Linked DNA regions of Sus scrofa: region 2 is linked to region 1. A link is a contact called in public HiChIP or PLAC-seq data. All regions are on one chromosome and are shown on one strand. The core of a region is the stretch at or near the end of the contact, and the rest is flanking DNA. Distances in the headings are between cores, read along the strand shown. Region 1 overlaps CARMIL1 (F-actin-uncapping protein LRRC16A). Region 2 holds the start of TRIM38 (E3 ubiquitin-protein ligase TRIM38).

Region 1 (5,565 bases), core at 1,994-4,493:
TGAGTGGAGCCAGCTTTTCTGGCAATTCTTGCAGTGGAGAGGCACTTGATTTAAGGACTTAAACATAAAAAAAAACTCACCTCTGCTCCCAGTCCCCCACCGACACTTCAGGTGCTCATTCTTTTTTTCTTTCTTTTTTCTTTTTTTTTTTTCTTTTTAGGGCTGCACCTATGGCATGTGGAAGTTCCCAGGCTAGGGGTTGAATCGGAGCTGCAGCTGCCAGCTTACACCACTGCCACAGCAACACCAGATCCTTAACCCACTGAGCAAGGCCAGGGATCGAACCTGCATCCCTCATGGATACTATGTCAGATTCTTAATGCACCAAGCCATGACGGGAACTCCCAGATTCTCATTCTTAATTTGTATTTGCCTCAGTTTCCTCCCCTGTGGAGAGGATGATGCTATTTAATGTACCTTTCTATTTCTGACGTCAGCTTTTAAAAATGCTTCAGAATGGTTGCTGTATAAAGCCTCAGCCTCCCCGTTTCTTTTTTGACGGATGGTTGCTGGAACCTTAGGTACAGTGAATCAACCCAACAGGCTTTGTTCTTTTGCAACACAGGAGATGGTCGGCAAGAGGCTCAGAGTCCCACGAGCTTAGCGAAGGAGGAGACGAGAAGAAAAAGCGGGACTTTCGGAAAAGCGGCTTTCTCAATTTAATCAAACCCCGGTCCAAATGTGACCGGTCCCCAGCAGTCTTGGCGACCGAAGAACTCTCCTCCCCCAAGGCGGGAGTCCGAAGTCCAGCCGTGGACGCCCCCAGGAAGGACACGAAGGCTGCCGAGCACAATGGCAGTGCTGAGCGGGCGGAGGAACTCAAAACACCTGAGTCCCTAGAGGAAGGTCAAGGGGAGGAGGTGGGGAAGGTGGAGCGCAGTGACAGCAAGGGCAGCCCACAGGGAGGACGGAGGTACGGGGTCCAGATGATGGGCAGCGGTCTGCTGGCAGAGATGAAGGCCAAGCAGGAGCGGAGGGCTGCTGGCTCGCAGAAGGTAAGGGGGGAGGAGGAGGAGGAGTGTCTATGTTGACTTTATTGTCTTTGTCTTTTTTTTTTGCCTCCATTCATTTTTTTTTTTTCATGGGCAAAAGAGATACAGAGAAACAGCCTGGAGATTAAAGAGATATCCCAACACACAATGCTTTTCCCCAAAGAGCCCAGAGCATGGAATACGAAGGCATGTTTTCTCTCTGGCCCTGAGGCTGCGATGTCCCGGAGAGCCTCAGCCTCTGGAGGCTGGTCAGTGGCTGAGCGTCCCGCAGGCCTTGTCCCACCTGCTCGGGGGCTCCTGTGCATGTCAGAAACACCCGACACTTGTGCCAGGGACATGCTCCATTCTGGGGAAAGACTGAGTCTGTTGAATCCGAATGGAGACCTGAAGCTGATGGGTGATAGGAAAGCTCCCAGAGGCAAATCAAACGATTGAAACCAGATTCTAATTCTATAAAGGGAGATGTGTTTTTCAGTTCTTTCAGAATTTGTCATTTTCCAAACCTAGAAGTTCCTCAGTAAGTTCCAGATTTAAGTCAAAAAGAAGAGCATTGCACTCTGCTAGAATTAATAGAACCTTTTTTTTTTTTTTCCTTTTAAATGCCTCAACTGTGGCATATGGAAGTTCCCAGGCTAGGGGTCAAATCAGAGCTACAGCTGCCGGCCTACATCACAGCTCACGGCAACACCAGATCCTTAACCCACTGAACGAGGCCAGGAATCGAACCCGCCTCCTCATGGATACTGATCACATTCTTAACCCCCTGAGCCACAACAGGAGCTCTGAGTTAATCAAACACTTGACCATTGAGATATATTATCTATTGCTATGAGGAAAAACTTTATCATTTAAAAATTGTTGAGTGCCCCCCACATCTGATTTAATGCATTATTTTTGAACCTCTTTTTAAAAGTTGTGCATTTTTTTCTTCCCTTTTTATCTGTTTTTTTTTTGTTGTTGTTGTTGTTGTTTTTCTGTAGCTCCTTGAGGATGGTATCCTTATTGTGATCACTAAGATTAACGTAATGAAGCCAGGCTTTGGTTTCTGTGCATTCGCTTGAGCTTTTATGTCTGTAAAACTGGGTTCCTCAATGAAAGGGAAGTTGCACATCGATTTTATCTAAGTGTCAGAATAAAATAGTTCATCCCCCTTGATTTTCGGAAAGTACATGGTAAACTGTATACCGGGACACGGAGGGCTGTTTTATATTACTTCTAAATGACTAATTCTTTTTTTTTTTTTTTTTTTTTTCATGAAATCCTGCATCCCTTTTGATTTGACAGCTATTCACTATAGTTCTTCCACCAGTACCATTTTCCTAGTCTCAGAGCCCTCCTGACTTTAGCTCTCAGGGAAGAGTGGAGGGGGTAAGACTACGTTCTGATAATTCAACAAGGGAGACATGATGTGGCCTTTGCTGGTCAGAATTTTGAATAAATACTGCGACTATGTCATTGATGAGTCAGACGGCCAAAGAAATGTTTATATTTTAATCTGTTTTTAGAGAATTTCTTTACAACCAGGAATGCACTGTTTTCACTAATGAGCTGTTTATTTTATCACTGTTTCCACTGATGCCTTTGGATAGAGAGATGAGCAGTGCCGGAGGGTTTCTTCCACGTGCTTTGGATTTGATAAATAAATTGGCTCATGGTGACAAAATTCTTAGGATTTAAGTTTTATTTGTTCGACTTAAAATCTTTGAGCGCCATCTAGTGTCTATTTAAAACAACGATAATAAAAAATCCTTAGGCTTTAACACTTGAAATCAGTCAAGGGTGTTCCATCAGCACAATAAAATAGTAAGTTTTTCATAAATTCATTTTAGGATACTTCTCCCTAAATTATATGACTGTGTTCTCTATAAACTATCAACATAATACCAGAAGTTAATATACTATTGATAAAAAAAAATTATGTTGTCTTCACTTTCCTCTTCACACTATTCACTTTTACGTAGATGTATTTAAAGAGCTGTAAAAATGAAAGTATGGCACTTATTATTTTATTTCATTTATGTATTTCTTTTTGTCTTTTTAGGGCCGCACTGGCAGCCTGTGGAAGTTTCCAGGCCAGGGGTCAAATCAGAGCCGTAGCTGCCGGCCTACGCCACAGCCACAGCAATGCAGGATCCTTAACCCCCTGAGCGAGGCCAGGGATCAAACCTGCATCCTCATGGATACTAGCCAGCTTCGTTACCACTGAGCCATGACGGGAGCTCCGGCACTTATTATTTATTAACAAAGGAGACTAACTAAAGGTATTGAAAGCTTAGCAGCCACATCTTTTCTTCTGTGGCCCCTATAATGAGGTTATCATATCCTCATTCTGGTTATTGACATTAGGTTATTATATCCTCATTCTGCATAGGCATTTGGGAGATTTATAACTACCTCAGAAAGCCTAGAAGGAAAAAGGGAAGACAACTCCTAGGATTATATTTTAAGTGTAGCCAAGTAAGACACCTACATCATTTAAGGAGGCTCTTACTCTCAGATGCCAGCCCCGTAGCTGCCAGAGCCTGAGAGACAGTTCCTCCTTCAATGCGCCCTGAGTGCCTTGCTTATCTCACCTTCCTTCTAGCTCTGTTTAAATGCTCCACCTTATCTTTTGTGTGTGAGCACAGTTCCGGAGGACTCCACATTCCAAGAAGCCATAAAAGGCGAGGCCAGGCACTGTGCATTTGAGGACTGCTTAGGCACAGCCTCTGGACAGCCTGGGGTCAGGGGCAGTAGCGCCCCCTGCTGGTGTGGGCTGGCTATTCAAGGCTCGTCCCTGGCCCTGCAGACTCTTGTCCAAGGCTCAGAGGGGGCTCCACGTGCAGCCCGTGGCTCGGGGCTTCCTTTCCTTGGGAATCAGTTTTGCATAATGGTGGCAGAGAATTGCCCACTCTTGGTGTAGCACTCGTGTACACATTTCTTCTGAGACCCGTTCTGCACCCTCCACTGGTGAAAGTGGAACATGTGTACACTTGCTGAGAAATGCCCCTGCATTCCTGCTGTGTTCACTGCTCCCCTCTGACACTGCCGTGCTCCTGGCGGGGGTGTGGCTGTGGCAGATTGTGAATGTGTCAGAGCTCAGCTGTGTTTCAAATAATCTCTCCTCTTTCATCCAAAACAACTTAAAGCTTGGACCTGGCAGCCACTATTTGCTTTTAGGTTTGTCAGAAGCGCAGGTTGAGCTGGGAAGGAGAGGTTGGAGGGCCGACTCTCAGGAGTCGTTGTGCCTCCTGGTCTACTCACCCACTTCAACTTTTGTTTTTTTAGATGGGAGGTAGATGTAGATCATCTTTGCCAATAGAACTATTAGGTATCATTAAGCCAACACCAGACTTATCTTTTTTGTATCTAAATGCTCCTTCTTTTTTTGTTTTAAAAAGGGCCATGGGTGCAACATATGGAAGGTCCCAGGCTGGGGGTCGAATCAGAGCTACAGCTGCTGGCCCACACCACAGCAATGCAGGATCTGAGCTGTGTCTGTGACCTACACCACAGCTCATGGCAACGCCAGATCCTTATTGACCCACTGAGTGGGGCCAGGGATCAAACCTGCATCCTTATGAATGCTAGTCGGGTTCATAACCCGCCGAGCTACAATGGGAACTCCTAAATGCCTCATTCTTATGTGGGCTTTCTGCTCCATAAAGCAGGGGCTGACTCCCCCACTTCATCAGCCACAGCTCCTGCCCTAAGACAGTGGCGTCTCATCTTCCTCGTCTTTGCCGTCACAAACCCATCCCACCCTCAGATTTTTGAAAAATGAATTCAGAGCAGTTTATCTATATTTGTCTTCTAAACAGGAGATCTGCGTCTTGTGCCTTCTGCTTCAGTGGCAAGGAAGTCCCTGCCCATTTCAGGCCCCCGTCTACCTGGTTTGTACCTTGAGGTCAGAAAGGTTTCCACTGCTTTTAGATCAGTGGAGCCCAACCTGGAGCAGGTCCTGGAAGCTTAGGGCATCAGTGCCCCCATCACATGGAGCATCAGGGGCTGCAGCGCCCACATGGGTGTTCAAAGAGGAGAACAGGAGGCGTCACCACGCCCACTGGCTTCTCCTGGTTCCGCCCCTCCCATCTGTGGGGAGCAGCCTGAGGAACTGGCTGCACTTTGGACCCAGAGCCCTGACTGTAAACACAGAACAGGAGTTCCCCTCGTGGCTCAGTGGTTAACGAACCCGACTAGGAACCATGACATTGCAGGTTTCAATCCCTGGCCTCGCTCAGTGGGTTAAAGATCCGGTGATGCCGTGAGCTGTGGTATAGGTCACAGACGCGGCTTGGATCCCACGTTGCTGTGGCTCTGGTGTAGGCCGGCAGCTGTTGCTCCGATTGGACCCCTAGCCCGGGAACCTCCATATGCTACAAGTGTAGCCCTAAAAAAAAAAAAAAAAAAAAAAAAAATTGCAGAAGGTGTTTCTCATAGTTTCATGCCAGCCTTGGAGAGACGGAGAGGTCACAGTAATGGCAGCAGAATTAAAGAGCCATGATTTGTTGTCTTTTATCATCTGCTTTGTTCTTTTTTCTTACACTTTAAATAACTACGCACCGTTGGGGGTGGGGTGCTTGCATTTTTTAGA
Region 2 (5,321 bases), core at 1,765-4,264, 350 kb after region 1:
TTTTTCTCCTATTTTCCCCAGCTAGAGCCTTCAGCACAACATTGAATAGAAATGGTAAGAGTACACATCCTTTTCTTGTTAGGTGTGTAATTACCAGCTGTTCCTAGGGCCAACCAAGGAAAACGGTCCTCTTTAAGTCCCAGCTCACTTCGAATCAGGTGTCAGTGAAACTGTCATCTGTGCCATGAGAGCTCTAGGTACAAACTATTCATGAAGGATGCTAAAACTTCTCTGGAGAAGTCCTTTGTTATGCCTATCACTCTGAATAGCTCAGAGCAGTCTCCTTCCAGGCTTTTAAAAATTTATTTATTTACTTTAACCTATAATCCTTTGTCCCCTCTTCCTACCTCTGGGTGTTGCTTCCTCTCTCCCCTTTGCTCAACTGAAAAATTTGTCCTCAAGATCACTTTTGCAGTGTGCTGTTATCAAATCTCTGCTACGCTCTCTTTCCCAGAGGCCTAGCTCTTTCATTTTCATTCTCACCCAGTCCCAATCATTAATATATTCTACAGGAGGGAGAGAGACAGTTCTCTGGGAGACCAGTAGCCATCATGGATTCTGGTACTTTCTGTTACTATTTGCCCTGTTAACTTGCCTACCTCCTGCAACATGTACAGACAAGACATACATGCACACATGCACTGCTCACACACCATACTCCATCACACATATCACACAAATACAAACCTTGTACCACACTCCACACCTGGCACACACCACTGTACATCCCACAACACACCACACATACATACATATACATGCATACCAGATGCTACATCATAATATCACTCACACACACATACATTACACACTACACATACCATACACCATCACACACCTCACATATCACCCACACCACACTACGTACATTACACACACATGTGCGTACCTTCTATGATGTGCTTTAGTGCAGCTTAGAAAGCCTCTCTTGTTTAACATATACCACTATATCTGGAACTATTCTAGATACTTGAGATTCATCAATGAAAAGAACTGACAAAACTCTCTACCCTAATGGAATCTGCATTCTTATATAGAAGGCAGACAATAAGCAATAAACAGCAGAGTTCCCCAGTGGCGCAGCTGGTCAAGGACCCAACACTGTCCTGATATGGCATGGGATCGATCCCAGAACTTCTGTATGCTGCGAGTGTGGCCAAAAAAAAGCAAGATGGACTTAAATAAAATATTCAGTAATAAGTGCCATGGGAACCATAGAAGGCATGGGAGTGGGCGAGGGGTGCAACTAGGTGGTCAGAGTAAGCCTGGCTGAGAAGATACCAGAAGGAGTTGCAGAAGGCACCTTAGGGACACCTAAGGGATGACTGTCCCCACAGAAGGAACACCCAGAGCCCAGGCCTTTTTAAGGAGACCCCAGTGACCCACTCCCCATTCTGGGGCTTTAGCTTCCTACAGTCCAGACTCACAGGGTCAAGCCCAGCCTCACTTACTGGAGGTGATGTCTCCCCAGGGGGAGCAGCTCCAATTAGTGTCTGTCTGGGCTCAGCTTTGAGGAACAAGTCTCTGCACAAAGGCTCACCTACATCCTTCTCGCCTTCAAGACCCACAGCTCTCTGTGTGAACCAGTCCCTCCTTCATGCAACGGAAACAGGTACAAGATGGGGCAGCTGTCACAGGACAGATGCTGGCATGAGGTTGATGCTTTGGTCTTGTTGTCATTGCCTGTTGGTAGCAGTAGTTTGTTTACTCGGTGGCATTCACTAGCTTCCTTTTCTTGATCCTTTGACAGGACACATTTGGGATGAGCTGGGTCCAGAGTCGCATCCACAACAATGAAAGTCGTGCGAATCTGCACAGAGTCTGCATTGGGTCAGGATTCGGGGTCTCATTCTTTCTCTTCCGTCTGCATGCTGGCTGCCTTGGGAGTAGATGTGTCCTGTACCATGTGTGGGGCCAGCTACCACAGGACATGCCAGGGCACTGTGAGTCACCTGGTGGCAAAACGGCCAAAGGCTCTGTGAACAGCCAGGAGGATGCAGTGCTGAAGAGAGACTCCTGTTTGGGTGGGAAGAGAGGAAGCTGTTTCACAATTTTGCCTCCAGCCTGAGCTGCTGAACCAGCAGGACTGTGGCTGCATCAAGTTCCCCCCAGTCTCCAGCTGCAGGTCCAATGCCCTTAGCACAGACCATGAACTTCCAGGGTCAGCAACTGACCCACCCAGCCAGGGGCCCAGGACCCAGAGTTCATCCCAGGCAGCTCTCAGAATCCAAACTTAACTTCTCCTGCCTGTGTCCTTAGCCATCCTTACTGGCTCCCCTGGGCCACTGCATGTATTTATTTCCTAAGCAAACACTGTGCACTTATCACAAATACCTCTTACACCTAAGGTTATGCATGTGGCAAGGTCTTATTTTGAGTTAGTTTTTTCACATTAAATAATAACTCTAAATTGGGTGGGCCCAGTATTTTTGCTTCTATTTTGAACTGGAGAGGCTGGAGCTGAGGCACTAAGTACTCAACCCTAGACCCCCAGAGAGCACTGAGCAATGCTCCCAGCTCACATGGCTCTCAGCTGAGGCCACTAACTGCTGGGCCATTAGTGGTTCCGTTTGCTGTCCTTGGTGCCCAACTCTGACTGTTGATAAGGATGAGAATCTTTCACAGGGACACTGAGGAGGCAGATGAGACAGGGTATCAGGGCAAAGAATGGGAGACTGCCTGGAGAAATTTTCTGCCATCAATGAGCCCCATTATGGTACCACCCCTTTTTTTTCACCACATCCTTCAGAGCAGTTATAAAACAACAAGCAGCCTAAAAATAGCAAAACGTAACATCAGCCAGGGAGGTTATGAATCCCAAGGGGTTTGGTGGCAAAAGCAGAAAGATCTCAAGTCAGAGTCTGTGAACTCTGCAGACTTCCTGGGTTTAGATCCTCTGTGCTAGAGTCACAAAAGAACTTCCTGAATTACCAATCCATCCCTTTTACTGCTGTAAAAAAAAAAAAAAAAAAAAAAAAAATTTCTTTAGCATCTCCCCTCCCTTTCAGCATAAGCAGAGTGCAAAAGAGATGGGCACATTTTCACTGGTTTCCTCCTCAGCTGGGCAGAGCTCCGCCTCCCACAGTAGTTTCACTTCTGAGTTTCTGTAGCCTGCGTGAACTTCCTGGCTGCTACGGAGGGATCTAGCAGAGAGTGTGTGACTATCTGTGGTGACGGGAGTGGAAAAGGTCCAGGCCCAGGTTTTCTTGGCGGAGGGCTAGGAGACATGTGCATGTGAGTGTGTGGTGGTGGGCGGCCGCGGGGTGGGTAGGGGTTGTTTTCTGAGAACAGAGCCTGCTGGAACTCTGAAAATGGCCAGGCCTTGGCTTCAGAGCTCTCACACCCTGTCTGCTTTCTCCTTTCCCACCCTCCACATCCAGTCTCAGAAGATCCAGGGTGTGAGGTGAGTGAAGGCCCAAGACAGGCACCCTTGGGCCTCAGAGGAGGGGAGGTAGGTCCTTCTCCCCAGGAGCACAGTATCCCTGGCAGAGAGGAGCCTAGTGGACCTTCTGGGCGAGATAACCTGCCAAAGAACAGATGTCTCTGGAAGAAATTCTCTGTGGCTCCATGAGCCCGGTTCTACTTATTAGAGGGAAATGGCCTCTCCAGTAACTTTGGCTGAATCCCTGCTCTTAATTCTGGTACTGTCACTTCAAAAGAAAGGTCACTCTCTAAACTTCCTCCAGCCTCCACTGCCCTCCCTGACCAACTGCCAGGAGTAGGCAAGCAGGGAGCAGGGCTGGGGTCCCGAAGCAGCTGCAGCAGTGGGTAAAGGGCTGACTTCTTCACTCCTGTTCCCTCCTCCAAAGTCTCTGGGTTGTCGGGTCCTCATTGAAGGACACCAGGGGTCCAGCACCCAGGGTCCCACAGAGGCCCTACCTTCCCCATCTGCTTCCTATGTCCCCACATCCTGGCTTCTGCAAACTCCCGTGCTCCAGTCACCCTGCAGTTCTCCTGAGAGTCAGGTCCTGCTCTGGAGAAGCAACAGTTAACCTCCCTAGCTCTCCAGGAACTCTGCTACCCATAACCAACCCCTTCTCTTCCCCCTTTTTTTTCTTTTTAGGGACGCATCCCCGGCATATGGAAGCTCCCAGGCTAGGGATTGAATTGGAGCTGCAGCTGCCTGCCTAGGCCACAGCCACAGCAATGCAGAATCTGAGCTGCGTCTGCAAACTATACCACAGCTCATGGCAACGCCAAATCCTTAACCCACTGAGTGAGGCCAGGGATCGGACCCATACCCTCATGGATACTAGTTGTGTTCTTAACCTGCTGAGCCACAAACGGAACTCCCCCAGCTTTTTCTAATTCTCTTTCTGTCAGGTCAGGGAGGGCTAATAGAGTTCCCTGGTTCTTCTGGATGTCTTTTTTACTTTCACTATCATCCTGATTGTGTCTCCACTGGGGATTTTATTAAGCTGGTGTCTATGGTTCTTTGTGGGTAAGAGTGGGAGTTTAATTAGAGTCAAATTGGATTGTTTCAATGGAATCTTCATAGACCACCCAGTTACCTAAGTGTCATTACCAGTTACAAAGAAATAATTCTGGTACTAGTTATTCTCAACCTTTATTAGAGTGGGAAAGAGTCTGACAGTCCCTCACTGAGTTCTCTCTCTTGCTGCAACTTTGCTGAGGAGGCCTACCTTGTCTCTCTCTCTCAGCACTTAGTCCAAGAAAACTTTTCACAATGATGGAATGTTCCATATCTGGGCTATCTTAGCTATCCATCACCTGCAGCTATTAAATAACTGAAATGTGGCTAGTGGGTGTGAGAAAGGAATTTTTAATTCTATTTAATTGTAATTAATTTAAATAGCCACAGGTAATAATGGCTACCATACTCCACAACAAAGCTACATTGTACACATTTTCTAAATTCCAATCTATTCCTTTTCTCTAGAAAGAAGACCTCATGACCTGTGGAGGCCAGTGGTAGCCAGTGCATCACAGAGGCTCAGGTGAGGTAATTTCTGAACATGGTGGGAAAATTCTGGCTGCTTCTTCTCTGCCTCTAAATCCAATATTGGAGCTTTTCAGGAAAAGCCATGGCCTCAACCACAACCACCAGGAAGATGAGGGAGGAAGCCACTTGCTCCATCTGCCTGCACCTCATGTCTAAGCCGGTGAGCATCAGCTGTGGACACAGCTACTGCCACTCGTGCATTGTGAACTTCTTTGAGAATCTCTGCCGAATGCAGCCATGGCTGGAGACATTCTCCTGTCCCCAGTGTCGGGTGCCATTTAAAATGTCAAGCCTCCGACCCAACGTGCAGCTGGGAGGCCTCATTGAAGCCATCAAGGAGATGGACCAGGAAATGTCA

What was found. HiChIP or PLAC-seq counts read pairs in DNA pulled down with a chosen protein or histone mark.
Region 2: a contact with region 1 is called in an H3K27ac HiChIP or PLAC-seq map of alveolar macrophages. The contact joins the promoter of TRIM38 here to the enhancer-like site in region 1. A contact is called at or near these places in 2 of 5 promoter capture datasets (fetal liver and liver), 6 of 47 Hi-C or Micro-C datasets (alveolar macrophages, embryonic fibroblasts, fibroblasts and 2 more) and 1 of 2 datasets of contacts at active chromatin or transcription factors (alveolar macrophages).

The regions. Positions count from the first base shown.
Region 1 is chr7:20,333,223-20,338,787 of Sscrofa11.1, forward strand. It overlaps CARMIL1 (F-actin-uncapping protein LRRC16A), which reads left to right. Exons shown (of 37, transcript XM_013977486.2): 33 at 566-995; 34 at 5,565. Among named protein-coding and RNA genes, the nearest start is that of SCGN, 54 kb to the right of the region's middle. Within about 2 kb of position 3,244, at least 21 of the 83 cell types and tissues checked have an H3K27ac peak or open chromatin away from gene starts, as enhancers often do. A contact at or near this core is called in alveolar macrophages, fetal liver and liver, where this site is marked.
Region 2 is chr7:20,679,522-20,684,842 of Sscrofa11.1, forward strand. TRIM38 (E3 ubiquitin-protein ligase TRIM38) reads left to right here and starts at 3,015. Exons shown (of 7, transcript XM_021098422.1): 1 at 3,015-3,234; 2 at 4,901-5,321. The coding sequence starts at 5,046.